Linked DNA regions of Callithrix jacchus: region 1 is linked to region 2. A link is a contact called in public Hi-C data. All regions are on one chromosome and are shown on one strand. Each heading gives the region's core, a stretch centred on a gene start, on an enhancer-like site or on the middle of the called end of the contact. The rest is flanking DNA. Distances are from core to core; before and after follow the strand shown. Region 1 holds the start of LOC144582935. Region 2 holds the start of METTL8 (methyltransferase 8, tRNA N3-cytidine).

The links. Hi-C and Micro-C count contacts between places; a contact is called where the count stands out from the background.
Region 1: a Hi-C map of skeletal muscle shows a contact between it and region 2, with 4 times the contacts expected there. The contact joins the promoter of LOC144582935 here to the promoter of METTL8 in region 2. A contact is called at or near these places in 3 of 3 Hi-C or Micro-C datasets (induced pluripotent stem cells and skeletal muscle).

Annotation. Positions count from the first base shown.
Region 1 is chr6:58,552,691-58,555,390 of calJac240_pri, forward strand. LOC144582935 reads right to left here and starts at 1,365. Exons shown (of 3, transcript XM_078375630.1): 1 at 1,299-1,365; 2 at 895-1,239; 3 at 1-129. The coding sequence starts at 1,365. The coding sequence ends at 50.
Region 2 is chr6:58,099,952-58,102,651 of calJac240_pri, forward strand. METTL8 (methyltransferase 8, tRNA N3-cytidine) reads left to right here and starts at 1,290. Exons shown (of 11, transcript XR_008482132.2): 1 at 1,290-1,545. DCAF17 (DDB1 and CUL4 associated factor 17) reads right to left here and starts at 1,116. Exons shown (of 16, transcript XR_004744589.3): 1 at 614-1,116; 2 at 215-318.

The DNA of each region.
Region 1 (2,700 bases), core at 115-2,614, 450 kb after region 2:
GAGAGTGATCTCCACACTGCTGTCCCTGGTCCATAGGCATCAGTATTTTTCAAAGCCACCAGGGTTGAGAAGTGCTGGTCCATGGTTGCTTTTCCGAGCTCAGATTTAAAGAGTCCTTTGGCTCAAGAGCTGGAGAAGAAAAATGACGTCCTGTCACCCCACCCAGCTTTTAGCTCTTCCCAGTTCACTACAAGATCAGGGGAAATGTAAGTTACTCCAGCCACATCTAGAGCAGGCAGGGGGAGGATGGGGGATGAGGTAGGGGACAGCACTTTGCTGGGCTTTAGTTTTTGGAGATAATGAGCTCCTGAGATTTCTCCCACGCCATCCTGCTAGGGGTGACTATGGCTTCTTCCTCAGGAAGGAGCCCCGCCTTTCTTGCCCTCCTACTCGCAGGAGGCTGCCGGCAGCTCCACATTGGCCTGGCTTTTGAGTCTATGTTCTATATGATTATATATACATATTATTATTATTATTTACAAAAGGCTTCTGCTTGCTAAAAAGGAGGTTTTTCAGACCACTGACCTATGTAAGGGGCAAGCTCCCTGGGTACTTCCCTGCCAAGAACAAAAAACACCCTCCTTATAAACTCCCCAGGGCAGTGCAGTTTAAGCCCCGGAGCATGGCATTCAAGGCCTTTGGCAATCTGGCCAGCTTCCCTTTCTATGGTAACTGCTACCACTCCGTACCTGACCCTTCACATTCCAGCCACCAGAGCGGTTTGTAGTTCTGGGGCACACCACGTGCCACATTCCTGCGTGTCCTTGCGGATGCTGTTCCCTTTGCCTCAATGCCCTTCGGCTTTGACCACCTAAGGGAACCTCTATGCATCCTTCCAAGACCTAACAGTAGCTCCTCACGAACGCCCTACTTGATCCCGCACTTGTTAGTTACCTGGCCCCTGGGCTATTCTGTGCTCTCTGCTCATCGCTAGATCCGAAATGGCTAATTTACAGGCAGCGCAGTGGGATGGTTTAGGACAAGGGACACCTGGGCCCAGACCCAGCCGCACCACCCCTGGGCCTATGAGTATCAGGAGCCTCTGCTCCGCAGATGTGAGGAGGACGAGGTTGAGGGAAGCAGCCGGCTTCGGGCCAGGCCGGAGACCCGCGCCGCCCTCGGAGGGAACGGGGTGAGGGCGGCGCTCCTGCAGGCTCCAGCCCCGGGGAGGGAAGCCAGCCCCGAGCCTAGCGCACTGGGCGCTCAGACCCGTGGTGCTTCCCCGGCGTCTGAGGGTTTCTCAGCCACCGAAAGGCGTCTCCGCGGCACCCAACGGGTTCTGGGGTGGAGAGGTTTGCCTTCACATCTGGTTAAAGGGGGCACCGTTTGGTGAAGGCGCCCAGGATATTTGCATCCCCCACGCATCCGCACTGGGCCTGCGATGGAAAGAAAGCGGGGGCCCAGAACTAGTCTTCCAAAGAACAGAAAGCGCTCGACCGCAACGGTCCGGCCCCGCCCAGGGGCCCTGCGAGGTCGGCCCGGAGACCCCGCGGCCGCTGGCGGGGCGCGGCTTTCCCAGGATCCCGGCGCCACCTGGTGGCTCATGGCGCGCACTGCGGGCCAGGCTCGGGAGGCCCTCTTGGCTCGGATCCCTCTCCATGTGGGCGCCGATAAGACAGGAGTCCCTGAACAAAGGTGAATGTCATTCCAGGAGCCTGCCGCGTGGGGACAGAACTGAGGCTTGGGACCGCGCAAATCTACGTGGATTCAGCTCCTACCCCAAAGCCTGCCCGCTTGTGAAGCGGGGGCCGCGATTTGAGCTCTGCTTCCTGGGGCCAAGAATTCACCCAGCACGGCGCCTGCATCTCCCATCAAGCCAACACTTCTCTTGAAAACCAGTCCTTTTCCTCACTGCAGTTCATTTGTAAAATTAGCCTTATCTAATGCAACTATTGTTCTCCCAACACGTGGTAAAGTGAAATATATTGGTTATTAAAGAAGGAAAGACAGTTTTCTTCACTCTAGGTAAACACCAGTCCACCGGATCAGGTTCAGAACCCGAGCCTGGCCTGAGGCCTGCCCGGTGGCCCCTCCCTGCCTCTTCTGTGTCCTTCCGATTCAGCCAGTGAACCCTCACCTGTCCCCTCCAGCAATATGGCAGCATCACGGTGCCGAAGATCCCAGATGGTTGTCCTCTTTTCTCAGGTTGTACTACATACCTAGGAGAGATCTGAATTTGGGAAAATGAATTAGTCTCAAGCCCTTTAAAAACAAAATGTTGACAGAGACCAAGGAAAGTAACTATTGAAATTGGAATGAGCTTTGAGCTCTTGGACTCACACAACAGCCAGCTGATTTTTCTTGATTTTATGAGGCTCCTCTAGTAGTTCCTCACCACGAAGCACACAGGTTGTTTAGCCACTGGTGCTGAGTGAATGTGTTGGAACCATGCGTACTTCACTACCTGACAGCTAACACTGTTTCCAGAGCTCACTAGAGCCCCAAACAGCGCCTGGGCACAACGTGGATTCCTGCCATTGTGTTTCTGGGCTCTCCTTTCAGCATAGCTGTCTGAGCTACACAGAGACAGTTCGTTCTGGCCAAACTGATTTACAAACACAACACAGCATTGCAAATCAGTCACAGGGCCAGTGTATTAAGGGAAATTTCATAGATAATTCTAATCTAGGGACAGTGTTGGGTTTTTTTAGCTCCCTCTGACACTGTCATGACGCTGCTGGGGGAAAACGCTGCCAGCCC
Region 2 (2,700 bases), core at 40-2,539:
GCGGGGGACTAGAGGAGGGACAGGGAGGTTGGGGAGGGATAACGTGGGGAGAAATGCCAGATGTAGGTGACGGGGGATGGAGGCAGCAAACCACAATGCCAAGTATGTACCTATGCAACAATCCTGCATGTTCTGTACATGTACTCCAGAACCTAAGTGCAATACACACACACACACACACACACAAATTTCCAGTTTAAAAGGAAAAAGTTACCTGCTGACACAGCGCCGATAATTGTCAAAATATATTCTTCCTCTCTCATAGGCTATAGGTGACCTGGAATGAGTTGTCCAGACATTCTTAAATTTAGTACTTTCCTAAAAGACACAAAGAATTTTCGTTCAGGAAAGAACTTAGCTTCCACTGTGTACCAATTTTAAGTTGGATTTTAACTTTCCAAAGTAACATAATTTCACCTACGTTATTCAAAAACTGATTTTGAATCCTTCCTTCACTCTGCCCTCATGTTTTGGTTTAATGAGGTGACCAACATTTAGAATAATTGTTTACAGGGAAGACAGAAGCAGCATAAAACTAAAAGCATCTGGAGGCCCCATAACCACCTATTGACTAATCCACCAGATTCCGGGCTTGTATCCTCCTCCCAATCACCTGTGACCCTGTTAAAAAGGGGGGAGGGGGCAGTGCGTTAAAACCGCATCCCGCAGGAGGCTCGGCCGCCAGGTGCCCGTAGCCCTCCGTTGCCCCCGGCCGGCGCGCGGTCACCTGGCACACCAGCGCCCGTAGGATGCCCAGGTTGGTCCTCTGTACCACGCCTGCGTCGCGCGAGAAGCAGCCCAGCGCCCGGCGACTTAGCCGGCTGCACACGTTAGGCTTCCGGGTCGGGCCCATGGAGGCGCGGGCCGGGCGCTGGGTAGGCTGGGCCGCAGAGGGGCGCGCCCCACACTCCCGTGCTGGGCAGCCGCCGCTGCCTCCGAATTTCGAGGCCCCGACTTTCCCGGGGAGGCCCGGGAAAAGCTGACACGGGGAGCCGGGCCGGGAGCACCCGACGACGGGGCAAGGGAAAGCAGAGCCGCTGCACCGGCACAGCGCGGAGAAGAGGGAAGAAGCTCTCCGTTCTCGACCTGCTCCTCACAGGCCCTCTGGCCGCAGACAGTGCGACGCTCCGCTACTGCGCCGCGGACCGGGGCCACTCTTTCACCGGGAAATGTAGTTCCCAGTGCCTCGTGAGGCAGTCCGGCTTCTCCCAGGAACTACAATTCCCATCAGGCGGCGGGGAGCGAGGGCTTTCCCGGCCCCGCCTCCACGCCGCGGCCCCGCCTCCTCCGGCCGGCTGAGACTACGCTGTCTGGCGGGCGCGCTTTTCTGGAGCTACGGCTGACTAGCTGAGCCTAGCCCAGAGGGCGCGGTGCTGCTGCTTTCAGCTCTGCTGCGTAAGTGCGCCCTGCATTTAGGAATCCGTCCCTCACTGTTCTGGTACCCCCACGCCTCTCAGCCCCTGACCTTCGCCCTCGGAGGTTCTGGCCAGGTGCCGGGTGGGGCGCTGTGTCAGGGGCCCCTCAAAACAGCGTCCCATGCTAAAGGTACGCCCCGCGGCTTTCCCTTCAGCTGCACGTTGGCTGAGGGGGACGGTAAACTGTGCTTTTGTATTAGGAAGATGCTGGCTTTGCATTCACTCCTAGTTTCACCCTCCAAGCTCGGATTGAGTTAATCTTTCCTGGAGGCCCGTCCTTTGGTGTCCTGCGGGGATACTGGGTGGTTTTGCGATAATTGCTACATTTTCCTTCCTCTCGCCTCCATTCTTTTTTTCTTTATAGGGAATAAAATATGAGATGCTTACATTCTTATTGGACGACCTAAGATATCCCTCGTCGACATCTCTAAGTAAAATATATACTTTGTTAACTAGTCCTGCCGGTATGTTCAAAGTTCCTAGCACACTAAACTTGCAGCAATCATGCACCACATGTGTCCCACCGCCTTGCTGTAAGTCCCTTGAGGGTGGTGTCGCTGTATCTCCCACGTGCACTTGAGCATGCTTGTTCGTAGGGTGCTCTAAGAAAGCGATCGCACCCGACTGGCAGAGCAAAAAGTACAGTACAGCAGGTCCTCGAATCGCATTCTTTCGTTCAATGTCATTTTGTTATAAGTTGATGAGAAAAAAAAAATCAGTTCCTACCAGGGATACTGTTTGTGTGGAGCTTGCCCCTTCTCCCCACGTCTGCATGGGTTTTCACGAGGTACCCCAGGGTACTGCGCCCCACATATCAGTGCAGGCTGGGTGAATTGGCCTGTCTGTATGGTTCCTAAGTGTGGGTGTGAGTGCGTCCTGTGACGGAATGTCCTAGTGTCCAGGGTTGGTTCCCACCATGCACCTTGAGCTAAGGGGATAGGCTCCAGCCACCCTCGACTCTGAACTGGAATAATTGGGTAAATAACTATCTTACTTGTTTTTATTAATCTTCCTTAAATATATGTATAGCTTCCATTTGTTTCAATGTTTACTGTTAGAAGTGTTTTGGTCTTTAGGAGTTTGGTGATGTTTTTGCGACTAGAAATATATGTTATAGGAACTTCAGGCTTGTTTATATCAATTGGTCTATGGTAAAAAATGGTTTTGTTATATGTCATTTTGCTTACAGTCAGAGTTTCCAAGAATCTGTTGATGACGTTAGGTGAGTACTTGCAATACTGGTGAATGTGCTGGGTCACAATTTAAGTGTTTAGTAAAAGTTGGC